2 separate regions of the Oryctolagus cuniculus genome follow, and region 2 is linked to region 1. The links are chromatin contacts, called in public Micro-C maps. All regions are on one chromosome and are shown on one strand. Each heading gives the region's core, a stretch centred on a gene start, on an enhancer-like site or on the middle of the called end of the contact. The rest is flanking DNA. Distances are from core to core; before and after follow the strand shown.

The links. A called contact is a pair of places that touch in the nucleus more often than the background predicts.
Region 2: a contact with region 1 is called in a Micro-C map of ear pinna, with 5 times the contacts expected there. The contact joins the promoter of HSD17B4 here to the promoter of DMXL1 in region 1. A contact is called at or near these places in 2 of 6 Hi-C or Micro-C datasets (ear pinna and skin fibroblasts).

Annotation. Positions count from the first base shown.
Region 1 is chr6:9,002,244-9,008,697 of mOryCun1.1, forward strand. It overlaps DMXL1 (Dmx like 1), which reads left to right and starts at 3,594. Exons shown (of 43, transcript XM_070076031.1): 1 at 3,594-4,040. The coding sequence starts at 3,954. It also overlaps LOC108176450.
Region 2 is chr6:9,335,238-9,341,691 of mOryCun1.1, forward strand. It overlaps HSD17B4 (hydroxysteroid 17-beta dehydrogenase 4), which reads left to right and starts at 4,131. Exons shown (of 24, transcript XM_008254935.4): 1 at 4,131-4,288. The coding sequence starts at 4,231.

The sequences.
Region 1 (6,454 bases), core at 2,344-4,843:
AGCCAGGTGCTTTTCCTGGTCTCCCATGGGGTGCAGGGCCCAAGCACCTGGGCCATCCTCCACTGCACTCCCTGGCCACAGCAGAGGGCTGGCCTGGAAGAGGGGCAACCGGGACAGAATCCGGTGCCCCGACCGGGACTAGAACCCGGTGTGCCGGCGCCGCTAGGCGGAGGATTAGCCTAGTGAGCCGCGGCGCCGGCCCTCCTCCTTGATTTCTTAGAAACTAAAGGAAAAAAATAAGGTTACAAAGCCTTCAAGCCTTCAAAGCCTGAAAGATACAATTCATTTTCAATTCAGGGATTAATTTGATTCAGTAATTTTCCTGGCTTTCTGTGTCAGCAGTGGCTTTGTGATCTTTGGACACTGAGAGAGCAGCCTGGAGGCAGACAGCACGAGGTTCTAGACCTGCTGGCCGGGCACAGGCAGGGCAGAATGAGACAAATGCACAATTCACCTTTACCCGCTCCAACTTCTTAGCTTACTAATCTTCTCATAAGGTCAGTTCCAGAAAGTTCCTGCTTAAGTCAGGAATGGGTTTAGAACTGAGCAGCTCTGCTACACTAAGGGGATGATCTATGTGAACAGCAGTTTGGAGATGCTAGATGACAATTACAAGACATTGTTTTGGACTAAGCTCTTGCGCAGGCCTGGCCTAAAATAAAAATGGTGTCACTTATACTACAGTTCTAGCCATCAAACTGAAGCTGCTTTTCTGACCTTGTCAGAGATCACAAATAGAGAGATAACAGCCACATTTCCTGAACAGGTCAGTTTCTACTGGCATTATATGAAATTTTCCTCTGCTTCAAGCCTTGCACAAAAGAAGCAACCTGAAGGAAAGCTACTTTGGAAATGACCAATCTGGTTTTTGCTTGTTTCTGCTTTATTGTCACTTTTTGGTCTATAAAACCAACTTCTTTTACTCACTCCATAAGACCATGAAATATAGTGTTTTCTGATTCTAGAATTGAAAATAATATCAGTGATGATCTTTAAATGAACTGCTACAACTTTGTTCTTTTATACAGGCAAAGGGGTTTGCTGTGGCCACCTCTCTGGGACAGCTTTTTCAGAGAATCTTTTATGTGTACATCAGTCAGGTCTTAGTTAATTTTATCCTTGTATTCAACTGTTAGTATCTGTTCTGTGTTATAAGAAGTGCTGTTTATGTACTAAGTTAGGTTGCAATTCCTTACTTAGGGGCTCAGAGTATGGAGGCATCCCCAGGCCAAATTTAGATATTTTATTTCTATAGTTTTGGATCCAGACTAGAATGGCCACAGAAATCTGCAGTGGTCTCAAACACTGCCAAGACATTCGATTTGGACTGAAAGTCCAAAGCTCACTTTACAGAAAAACAAATTGAAGCACAAAGAGATTAAGTAACCTGTCCAAGTGAGTGCCTAGGGTGGGGTTCAAACTCAGTTTCAAAAGTTCATACTCATAGGCTAAAGGAACTTAAAGGAAAATTAACAGATGCACAATTTATAGAAATGATAATTCCAGGGGCTGGCACTGTGGCACAGCGGGTTAACGCCCTGGCCTGAAGCACTGGCATCCCATATGGGCGTCGGTTCTAGTCCCAGCTGCTCCTCTTCTGATCCAGCTCTCTGCTATGGCCTGGGAAAGCAGTACAAGATGGCCCAGGTCTTTGGGCCCCAGCACCCATGTGGGAGACCCGGAGGAAGCTCCTGGCTCCTGGCTTCAGATCGGCACAGCTCCGGCCCTTGAGGCCAACTGCGGAGTGAACCATTGGATGGAAGACCTCTCTCTCTCTCTCCACCTCTCCTCTCTCTGTAACTCTTTCAAATAAATAATTTTTTTTTAAAAGAAAGAATTCCAGACAAAATATTCTTGGTAAGTTAAACTTTCTACTTTTACAAATAAGGAAAACTTGAACATTTTACAAAGTCAGACAACTAGTTAATGCGAGAATCATGAATGGATCTCAGGGGTTGGTATTGTGGGGTAACGGGTTAAGCTGTGTGTGCCAGTTCCAAACTGGTTGCTCTGCTTCCAATCTTGCTCCTTGAAAATGTGCCTGGGAAGGCAGCAGAAGATGGACCAAGTGCCTGGACCCCTGCTATCCACTTGGGAGAGCCAAATGGTGTGTCCCGCTCTGTTGCGGTAATTTGGGAGTGAACTAGCAGATGGAAGATAACTCCCTGTCTCTGTTAAGAGCCTTTCAAATAAATACATAAAACTTAAAAGGGGGAAGTGGGACAGATCTCCTATTTTCCAACTACTAGGTCACTTATTTTTTTGTGCCTCATCGCATGCCCTTCAAAACCAAACACTGAAGTTTCAGCATTTAGCCCGGCAGCTGAGGAACCGGCTAAGATGCTTGCCTCACAGGAGAGTGGCTGGGTTCAACATTGCGCACCTGCTTCTGATCCAGCGTGGCTTTGGCCCCCATCCAGCCCTGGGCACGGCAGCCATTTGGGGAGGGAACCAGTGGATGGGGTGTGTGTGTGTGTGTGTGTGTGTGTGTGCGTGCGCGCGCACCTCTCGCAAACCGGACGGAATAAAGTGCATGAATGTATTAAACTAGGAGTCAGCCACGGAATTTATGTAGGACTCACACAACCACATGAACAATCCTGATTTAAGGTCTAAAATACAAAATTAATCTAAAGTCACTTTAACATGTCAAGTAAGTAAAAGAAATTAAAGAGGTATAACAAAAATTTTAAAACTGTTAAACCTCAAAGTTTTTTTTTTTTTTTTTTAATGTATAAACGGCTCCATCCCTCATGTTTAGGAAGATACTAGGATAAATATCGGAATTCATTTTCTTTTAAGTTCGTCCAAGAACTTTCTTTTTCCCCAAAGTAACTTCTATTACAAGATAAACGTATATGGCAGAAACGGAAAAGCAAAGGGAAACACTTATCGGCATTCCTCTCACCCAGTTTCAGTTTGAAGTCTTTCTGTTTAAGGGTATGCCGCAGAAAACGAACGCAGCAATTAAAGACATAGTCTCTGCTCACCGCCAGTAGGGTCGGAGCACGCCGGGAGCAGGCCGCCTACGCTCCTCGGACCTGCATTACCTCAAAACCCGGGTCCCCACACAGTCCGACTCGGCTGTCAGGAACGCAGGCTTTCAGAACCGCCCGGTCTCGCTAGCAGTGACCGCGCAGCGGGCGGGGACCGCCGCTCCCAGAGTCGCCCGCGGCGCCCTGGCGCGGTGCATGCTGGGACTTGTAGTCCAGGCCGGGCCGAGCAAACTGGGGCTCCGCGTCTAATGCGCTCCTCTGCCGTAAACTTCCCGGCCCAACGGTCAGCTGAAGCCGTCATCTACACCCTCCTGAGATAAACCGCATCTCATTCCAGGTTCACGAGGCTGCCGCTGGGCCCCTTGAACCCAACGCTCAAACGCACTGCGGGCTCCTTCCTAAGCCTCACGGAGATTGGTCTGCGCTCAGCATGGGGCGGAACCCTGGCTGGAATGGCGGTCCGGATTGGCCAGTTTAGGAGTTTTTTTTGGGGGGGGGACGGTTTACTTGCAGAGATGTGCGCTGTGATTAAAAAGTGAGTCCTTTGCCACAGCCGTCCTGCTCGCGGGGGAAATCTCGCGATGTTTCGGCAGCAGGGACCCCGAGCCGCGTCGTGAGCTGCGGAGGACCGTGGCGGCGGCGGGCACCGGCGCCGGGAAGGGACAGGTCGGGCGGGAGGGCGCGCGCGCCGCTGTCCTCGGTCGGGGCCTCGGACCCGGGCCCGGAGGCGGTGTGCGCTCGGCGCGGCTCTCCCGGCCCGAGCTCGGCCCCGGGCGGCCTCGGGGCTGCACCTGGGCCCGCGCGGGCGGTGACAGGTGCGCGCAGCAGCGCGGCGCTCGGCCGGCCCGCCCCCTCCGGGGCTCGGGATGCGCTGCGGGCCCCGGCGGAGCGGCTCGGATCGCTGCCGGAGAGCGGCCGCCGCCCCTGAGGGCGCCGCGGCGGGTCTGAGGCGCCGTCATGAACCTGCACCAGGTGCTGACGGGGGCCGTGAACCCCGGCGACCACTGCTTCTCCGTGGGCAGCGTCGGCGACCAGCGCTTCACGGTGAGTGCGGGAGCGCGGGAGGCGTCCGCGGCCCGGCCGGGCCTGGGACCGCGGGGCCGGGCGCGGCGCTGCGATCGTGGGGGCTCGCCCCGGCCGCGGATCCCCGGCGGCCTTCGCTGAGTAACGGGCTGGGCGGGGGGCGGCTTTGGAGTGTCCCCGCTTCGGGGCCCCCAGAGGTTAGATTTAGGCGTGGCTGGGGCTGGTTTCACGTGTTAAGGTCAAAAGTGGAGTCAAAGCCAAAGCGAGTCCTTGAAAGCCGTTGCTGGCGCTGAGTGAGCGACGTGGGGAAAACGCGGCTTTTTCGTCTAATTTTGTTTTTCTACTTGGGATTCACCGAGGAGTAACTGGAAGGAGAAAGTGTTTTCCGTCGAGAAGTCCCAGCGCCCTTTCCAGTCCCGCAGCCCTGGAACACGGGATTGGTTTTAGATTGTCCAGCTCAGCTGCCCGCCTCTGCCTCGCAGTGGGCATTCCGGGCCGGAGCGTTCCTGGAAGCGACTCGCTGTGTCCTGGCCGCCAACAGATGCCGCAGACCTCGGGCCGCCTCCCGCCCGGCGGAGTTTTATGCCTGCACTACAGTTTTGAGAAGCGCTTCCAACCGGGACCATTGCACCTGACCCCCTTTAAAACATAGTTGATAGTGCCGGGGAATTTGGCTGCAACTTGTGTAGCTGTTTCTTCAACTGCAACTAAAAGTAAAACTCAGTTTCGTTTAAGTAAAACAAAAGAAACAGCTTTCCCAAGTGTAGTCATCTTGGACTTCGAGTGTCACAGTTTTCCTCTCTGCTCTTGGCCTTTTTTTTTTTTTTTTTTTTTTATGGCCCTTGTCAGTCTCAGCTGTAATACTCCGCGTCTAACATGGTGTAGGCATTTAGTGCTGGAATTGGAGAGTTGTGCCAGCCAAGCACTTTGCTCGCAGTGGAGGCTGTCTCTCCCCTGTAGAGGGACTCACAGGCACCAGAGTTTGCAGGCCAGACTAGCAGCTGGTAAGATTCTGCTCCTAAATGTTTGCCTAGCCCTAACAGGCAAATGACTGAGCTCTGTGCCTTGCACAGGGCAACTGTAGCCTCCCTACAGCTGGGAATTGCTCTCAGCTTGTGTAAAGGAGGCAAATAAACAATATTAGGTTTTCCAAGTGGAAAGCTATGGAATATTATTGTTACATTCTCTGTCACCTTCTCAAGTTATGTCTGTGCTGCCTCCAATGTCAGTTCAGAGAACTTGCCTCAGTAAGGCACTCAGAATCTATGTCAGCCAGTGATGTGAACTTCAAAGCATGTATAGTTTGATGGTTTATTTATATGCCTGGGTGCATTCCTCTGTAAAACCTTGGAAAACGTCTCTGTGTTATTTTTAAGGAGAGGTCAGTTAATGTGCCAAGGTTTATATGGTCATCCTACACCATCATGTCGCTTGTTGTTCAGTTCTGTATTTTAAGTCCATTTCCATAGAGCAGGCTTTAATTATCTCCCACCAAGTCTGCTGCAGCTTTCTCATAGTCCTCTGGAAGCATTCCTCTAAACAAGCTATTTTTTTTTTTTTTTTTTTTTTTTGGTTTAGTATAATGAGATTCCAGCTCTTCATTTTGGTAATAGTTTAAGGATTCATAGTAAGGATTTTCTCTGCAGATAATCCATTCCTGACTCTTGAATGTAGAATTAAGTTGGTTGCCTTCAGTTTCCTGGACACTTAAATAACACTTTAAGTTTATCTCTTTTGTTTTTTTTTTAGGATTTATTTTATTTATTTGAAAGGCAGAGTTAGAGACAGAAAGAAATCTCTTACCTGCTGTTTCACTTCCCAGTTGGCTGCAATGGTCAAAGCTGTGCCAGGCCAAAGCCTTGAGCCTGGGAATCTATCTGGGTCTCCCACGTGGGCATCAGGGGCCCAAGCACTTGGGCCATCTTCTGCTGCTCTCCCAGGCGCATTACCAGGGAACTGGATTGGAAGCAGAGCAGCCAGAACTCGGACTGGCACTCATATGGGATGTCAGCGCTCTAGGCCACAGCTTAGCCAGCTTTGCCACAGCCCCCAAGTTTATCTCTTGAAATTGTCCCTTTTCCTTGTCTCATGTCCGCGAACAGAATCTATTGTTTCCGTCTTGAGTTGTAACTTTTTTAGGTTGCGACTTCTCTATTTGATAGGAAGACAGCAAACATCAATGATAGGGTGTGATGAATACAAGATCTCTCTCAATTACAGTTTTCCTTGAGGTAGAGATGTGAGATCCTCCTCTTATATTCCTCCTTGGAGAATATTTTTGCCCCTTCTGGTACATTTCTGCCATCTCATAAAACAGCCCCATGTTTGTATATCCTCCCTTTGCTTTTTTTCAGATAACTCCCTTTCTTGCTTTGAAAGATTACGGTAGACCAGATCCTGTTTTCTGCAGAAAGTCTGATAGGTTTCAAGTGTAA
Region 2 (6,454 bases), core at 2,881-5,380, 330 kb after region 1:
CCCTATTTCAGTTAATGGCAATGCCTACCGAAATCCTGCAACACCAGATGTCTGCTCCTCCTATGCCACGTTGGTTAGAATTACAACCTTTTTCTTTCCACAACAAGTTACTACTTTTTCTTTTTAACATGGATTTGTGAGGGATCTGAGATTGAACCTTGGCCGGTGCCGAGGCTCACTAGGCTAATCCTCCGCCTGCGGTGCCGGCACACTGGGTTCTAGTCCCGGTTGGGGCTCCGGATTCTGTCCCGGTTGTTCCTCTTCCTGTCCAGCTCTCTGCTGTGGCCCGGGAGTGCAGTGGAGGATGGCCCAGGTGCTTGGGCCCTGCACCCATGTGGGAGACCAGGAGAAGCACCTGGCTTCTGGATTCAGTTAGCGCTATGCGCTGGCCGCAGTGGCCATTTGGGGGTGAACCAATGGAAAAAAAGAAGATCTTTCTCTCTGTCTCTCTTTCTCACTGTCCACTCTGTCAAAGAAAAAAAAAAAAAAAAAAAAGAGAGAGAGAGATTGAACCTTACTTGCATTAGCCTCACATAGATCAATGGATTCTGAAATAAGATATAAGATTCCAGAGTCAAAGGCAAATGATATAATTGCTCACAGCACAGCCGGCTCCATGAACTTTATGTTTGCCTGGGTTTTCTTTTCCCTGCCATGTTCCATGACAAAGAGGCAGAGGGACCTAGGTGGACACTGGTTAGCCAGTGATTTTGTGCTGTATCTGAAGACACCATAGCTTAGGACACTTTTATAAGAACTTGCCTGGGGCAGTTATTTGGTACACGGGTTAAGATGCATGCATCTCATATCAGTGTAACTGGGTTTGAGTGCCAGTTCTATTCCAGCTTCCTGACAATGCTCACCCTGGGAGGCAGCAGATAATGGCTCAGGGACTTGGGTTCCTGCCACCCACTTGGGAGACCAGATTGAGTTCCCAGCTCTCAGCTTCACTCTGTAGACATTCGAGGAGTAAATCAACAAGTGGAAGATCTCTGTCGCTATCTTTCAAATAGAATAAAAATAAATAAATAAAACTTTATAAAAAGGGACCTGCCTGACCTTAGTTCTAGAGGGAGAGGTTACATTTATTGTCCAAACATGAACTTTGCACTGTGAGAAAACATTGTCTCTATCTCTTAATGCATTATCTATTTATTTATGTAACCATTCTTGGACAGATAGTCTGGGATAAAAGGGCAGTTGGTGGCTCTTGTCACCTGATGAGCAGAAGCATCAGAGGTGTGTGGAGAATTCTCTGAACAGGATTCATCCAGTCATGTATGAACTATTCACATGATTTTTTCTGTATGTTCCAGATATAATTTCCTTTATGTCAGAAACTGGTTAATTCAGGAGGATTTTAAAAATTCAGATTTGTTTGAGAGGCAGAAAGGATGAGAGGGAGGGAGGAAGAAAGGCAGAAGGGGATTCCATCTACCAACCACTGGTTCACTCCCCAGAATGTCCACCACTGGCCCCTTGTTGGGGTCAAAGTTGGGAGCCAGAAATCCCGCCCAGATCTCCCTTGTGAGTGGCAGGAACTCAATTGCTTGAGCTATCGGCACTGCCCCCCAGAGTGTGCATTAGCAGGAAGCTGGAGTCTTGAGTGTAGCCAGGTGCTCTGATATGGGACCCAGGTATCCCAACTGGTGTCTTAACTGCCAGATCAGATACCTGCCCCATCTTAGGAACACTTTTGATGAAAACAATCAACCAGATTCCTCTGTGCCCAGATGAAAGCTGTTAATAGCACAAGGTGTCATTGGCAGATGCTAGGTCACTGGGACAAGGCTGGAGGAAGTGTAAAGCTTAGCATCTATTTAAAACCAAAACCATGGCTGCAGCCTGGATGAACATAAGGTAATGCTTTGGAAATGCTGCGTCACTCAGATTTCTTATTTACAGTAAAGAAAAACTGACTCTGGCTGATTCAAGTAGGGTAGGATATAGGGAAGCTGATGCTATGAGTAGGTGGAATCAAGAGTGAGGTTTACAGCTCTGTAGCCAGGAACTATGCCAAATCACGCCATGGAGCTGGTCTGATGAGAGACCACTATGCTTGCAGCAGGATCTGAGTGCTGCCACTGGCACCTCTGGGAAGACGGACTCTGAAGCCTGCCCACCCCTCCCAGAGCAGACGCCATCGTCACTCCCACAACCTCTCACCAACGTGGATTCCTGTCATCCTCGCCTTCACTAACCTGTTCCCAGCTCAAAGCCTGGGGCAGAAGTGTCGGATAGGCAGGACTTCAGTCCTGTGACGCCAGGTGGCAGCCGAGGCTGGGAAGATGACTACCTGCGTTTTCAGGTTTTTAGGTGACAAACAGGCAGCAGATTGTCTAATAAGAGGAAGTTGGCTTAATGACTGGCAGCAAGAAAGACTGTGGTTTCACTGTAACACTCCTTCATGCTCTCCCAGGTTTTCATATGCCATTTAGACTAAGCCAAACACTGTTACAGCAGGTTAAGCTGCTGCGTGCAGGGCTGGCATCCCATATGGGCACCTGTTCAGTCCTGGCTCCTCCACTTCTGATCCAGCTCCTTGCTAGTGCACCTGGGAAAGAAGCGGAAGATGGCCCAAGTGCTTGGAGCCCTATACCCAAATGGAAGACCTGGAAGAAACTCCTGGCTCCTGGCTTTGCCCTGGCCCAGTCCTGATTCTGTGGCCATCTGGGGAGTAAACCAGCAGATGCAAGATTTCTTTCTGTTTCTAGCTCTCTCTCTCTAATTCTGCCTTTCAAATAAATTAATCCTTAAAAACAACAGACTAAGCCATAAAGCCTAGTGTCTCCCTTAGAAGAAGCAACCCCTTAGAAGAAAAGTTGGAGTGGACAGAACACATTTAGGGGGAGTTCTACAGGAAAGATAAATAGAATCCTTACTGGGCAAAGGGTGGAGAACGAGGGAGGATGGACAACAGGGGGCGTGATCTGCCGCCTCAAAACCCAGCAAGGCGGCTGCTCACCCCTTACCTCAGAGGCGTCTTTTCCTTCGTCCCCTCCCTCATTCCTCCTTTCTTTTCAATCCGGGCTCTTAACTGGCTTTATCTTTCATTTCTAGTTTCAGGCAACACTGCATTCCCTGCAACAGAGCCAGTGTTCTGATGGTCAGAGCCATGGAGGCCAAGGAGGCCTTTTGCAGATCTTTTACAGGTTGTTCCCCATACTGGGGCAGAGTGGGCTTCTCCATGGTGCGCCTGTGCTCCGAGCACATAAAATGCAAAGCTCTGAGCAGCTGGCTGCGCCTGCTTCCTTCTGGGGCTTCACCCTCTCGCTCCTCCACCCGGCCTGGGACGGAGGCCCCCATCCTCAGGTCCCTCTGCTGCGCCGCCTTCTCCGCAGGGAGAGGGTTCTCTTCCGGCACCGTTTCTCTCTCTCTCTCTCTCTCTCTCTCTCTCTCTCTCCCTCCCTCTCCCTCTCTCTCTCTCTCTCTCTCTCTCTCTCACACACACACACACACACTCGCCCAAGTGCTCTCTTGCGGCTCGGTGACTGAAACCTGACCACCTTACTTTGGATAGCTCTGGAAGACCTTCCGGAAAACTTGTGCCTCAAACCCAGGAAATGCTCCGAGATTCGTAATGAACGAACGAATGAATGAATGCTGCTCCGAAATTCGTAATGAATTCGTAATGAACGAATGAATGAATGCATGAATGCTGCCCTCAGCGCACACGTGCACAACTCGTTCCCGAGCAACACTGAAATGTTTCTGTCCCTGGAGTTTCTACTCCGGCAGGTCAGAGGTGGGGGTTCAGGACTTAGCATTTTGACATTTCCTGGGTGACTTTAATGCACAGAACCCAGGAACTGCATCCTGGGGACGCGACACCGTCTCTCGGGGTCACTTTCCTGGCTTAGAGGCTGTATCTGAACGCTTTTTCTCTAGGCCAGTGCCTAAAGCCAGAAAGCGTTTGTTGAGTGAATGACCGCTCGACAGATGAATGGTGCACACAGGGTGCCAAGGCAGCCATCTTGGCACGCAGGTCCCAGCCGCTCTCCAGAAATGGCCTCTTCCAGTTAAACCAGGTTCTCCCCGCGCGTGGAGGCCGCTGGACTACGTTTCCCAGGAGCCACGGGGCGCCCCGCGCAGGCGCACTGCGAAACCACGGCGCCGGTCTTCCCCGGAACTGGCCGGCCCCGCCCCCTCTCCCGCCCCCGCCACGCCCCCTGTCCCGCAGTCCGAGCCCGGACGCGGTTCCTGGCTGTGTGTCGGTGCCAGGCCGGACTCATGGCTTCGCAGCTGAGGTTCGACGGCCGGGTGGTGCTGGTCACCGGCGCCGGGGGAGGTGAGCACGCGAAGGCCGGGGGGCGGCGAGCCTCGCTCGGGCGCGGCGGCCGCGGGGGCGCGGGCCTGGGGTGGGCGCGCAGCCGCGGCTGCGGTCCAGCGCTGCGTGGGGGCCGGCGCGGCGAGCCGGGGGCTGCACCGGGCGGTGGCGGGGCAACGGCTGTTCCTGGGGCTCTGAGGAGGCGGCCGAGGGCCTGCCCGGCCTAGCGTGGGGACAGAACCCCCCGGCCGGGCGGGCAGGTGCAGCGTCCCCGCGACCCGGTGCAGCCTGAGCGGGGAGGCAGGGGCAGGGGCAGGTTGGTGCTGACGGCGCTTGCCGGTAAACTCCGCGGGTTCCCGGGGCTGGGGCTCAGGGGGTCCCCGAGCAGGCAGGCCTTGGTGTCTGTTTCGTGAAGTGACCCAGAGACCGCCCGCCCGCCCTCGTCGGAGTTTGTGCAAAGTCCACGGGCGTCTTGGCGGAGCCGGGAGCTCTGCTGCGGCCAGGGGTCAGGCCGGCCGGTGCGCGGGGCCGAGGTGGGCGAGGGGTGGGGGCCGTGACGAGCCGTGGAGAGTTTCTGACGCCGGCCAGCGGGCGGGGATACACCTCCCCGCGTTTCAGGAGAGGCGCTGTGCAGGGCCGATGTGTGCAGTAACCCCGTTTTTGAAGGGCAGAGTGAAAGCCAGGGGTCATCCGCAGGTGGCGGCTCTGCGGCGAGGGTTTCACTCGGCCATGCACCAGCGACCTCTGTGCGGGGGCCTTGTCACCCTCTCTGGGCCCTTCACGGGTCGCGCCCCATGACAGCGACGTCTGCACGGATGAAATGGATGTCTGCCCTGCCTCTCACAGAATGCTTTTAGGATCACTGGGTGGCCAAGGATTTTATTCCCACGGCCGGCTTCACTCAGAACTGGTGCATTTTTGGGAAGTGTAAGCATTTGGTTGACTTTTGATGGGAGTATCTGATGCGCGTGGTGTTTTAAACTTCTGTCATCGACTCACAGATGCAGTCCGTGTGCATCCTGCAACGTGAGCGAGTACTCACACGTCGTTTATATTTGAAGCAAGTTCATGACACGGTGCATAGTACACGCAGTGCACTCCGAAATTTTCTGTATTCCATTGTTTTATATGGAAACTGCTGATGGCATCCCCCCAGGTTGATTTTCCGGGGTGTTCATGTGTTATGACTAGGCAGTTATGAAAATTAGCACCTCCTGTTCATCAACTGGCTATCTCCATTTAGAGTGGATCAATTTCTTTTTTTTTTTTTTTTTTTTTATTTTTTTTTTATTTTTTGACAGGCAGAGGGGACAGGGAGAGAGAGACAGAGAGAGAAAGGTCTTCCTTTGCCGTTGGATCACCCTCCAATGGCCGCCGCTGCAGCCGGCGCACCGCGCTGATCCGATGGCAGGAGCCAGGATCCAGGTGCTTTTCCTGGTCTCCCATGGGGTGCAGGGCCCAAGCACCTGGGCCATCCTCCACTGCACTCCCTGGCCACAGCAGAGAGCTGGCCTGGAAGAGGGGCAACCGGGACAGAATCCGGCGCCCCAACCGGGACTAGAACCCGGTGTGCCGGCGCCGCAAGGTGGAGGATTAGCCTATTGAGCCACGGCGCCGGCTAATTTCTAAAGTAAATTATTTGTGATACCTTCCAGTTTTGGAACACTTTCTATTTTAGTTTCTTTTTGGAAGAGTATAATAACATGCATTTCAGTTTATTTGTGTGCTTATGTATCAGCTAGCTTATATCTGTTTACCAATTAAGTTTATCAATTGATTAATGAACTTACTAGAAATGTGCTTGTTACAGAAATTTAAACCTTGTGAAAATAAGCCTCTACCCCTGATTCTAGCCACACAGGTGTTTTCCCCAATGTTATATATATATATTCTGTCTGTCTGAGATTATCTATGCTTATAAAACTTCCATATTTAGAGGGCTTTTTTGGGATATATATAAATGCACACCTTGCTGCTTTGAGCTGGAATCAATTTTTTTTTCTGTTTCATGATTGTATACTGAAGGTTTATTGCAGGGTACAGGAATCACCTAGATACTATAAGCAGGAAAGGATTCAACACAGCCAGTGAGGTTTTAGGCAGGTCCTCTTGGAATGACTTCCAGAGCAATGCAGCACGGTCCCTTAGAAGAGACCTGAGGCGGCCAGTGCCCGAGTAGGCGGAGGA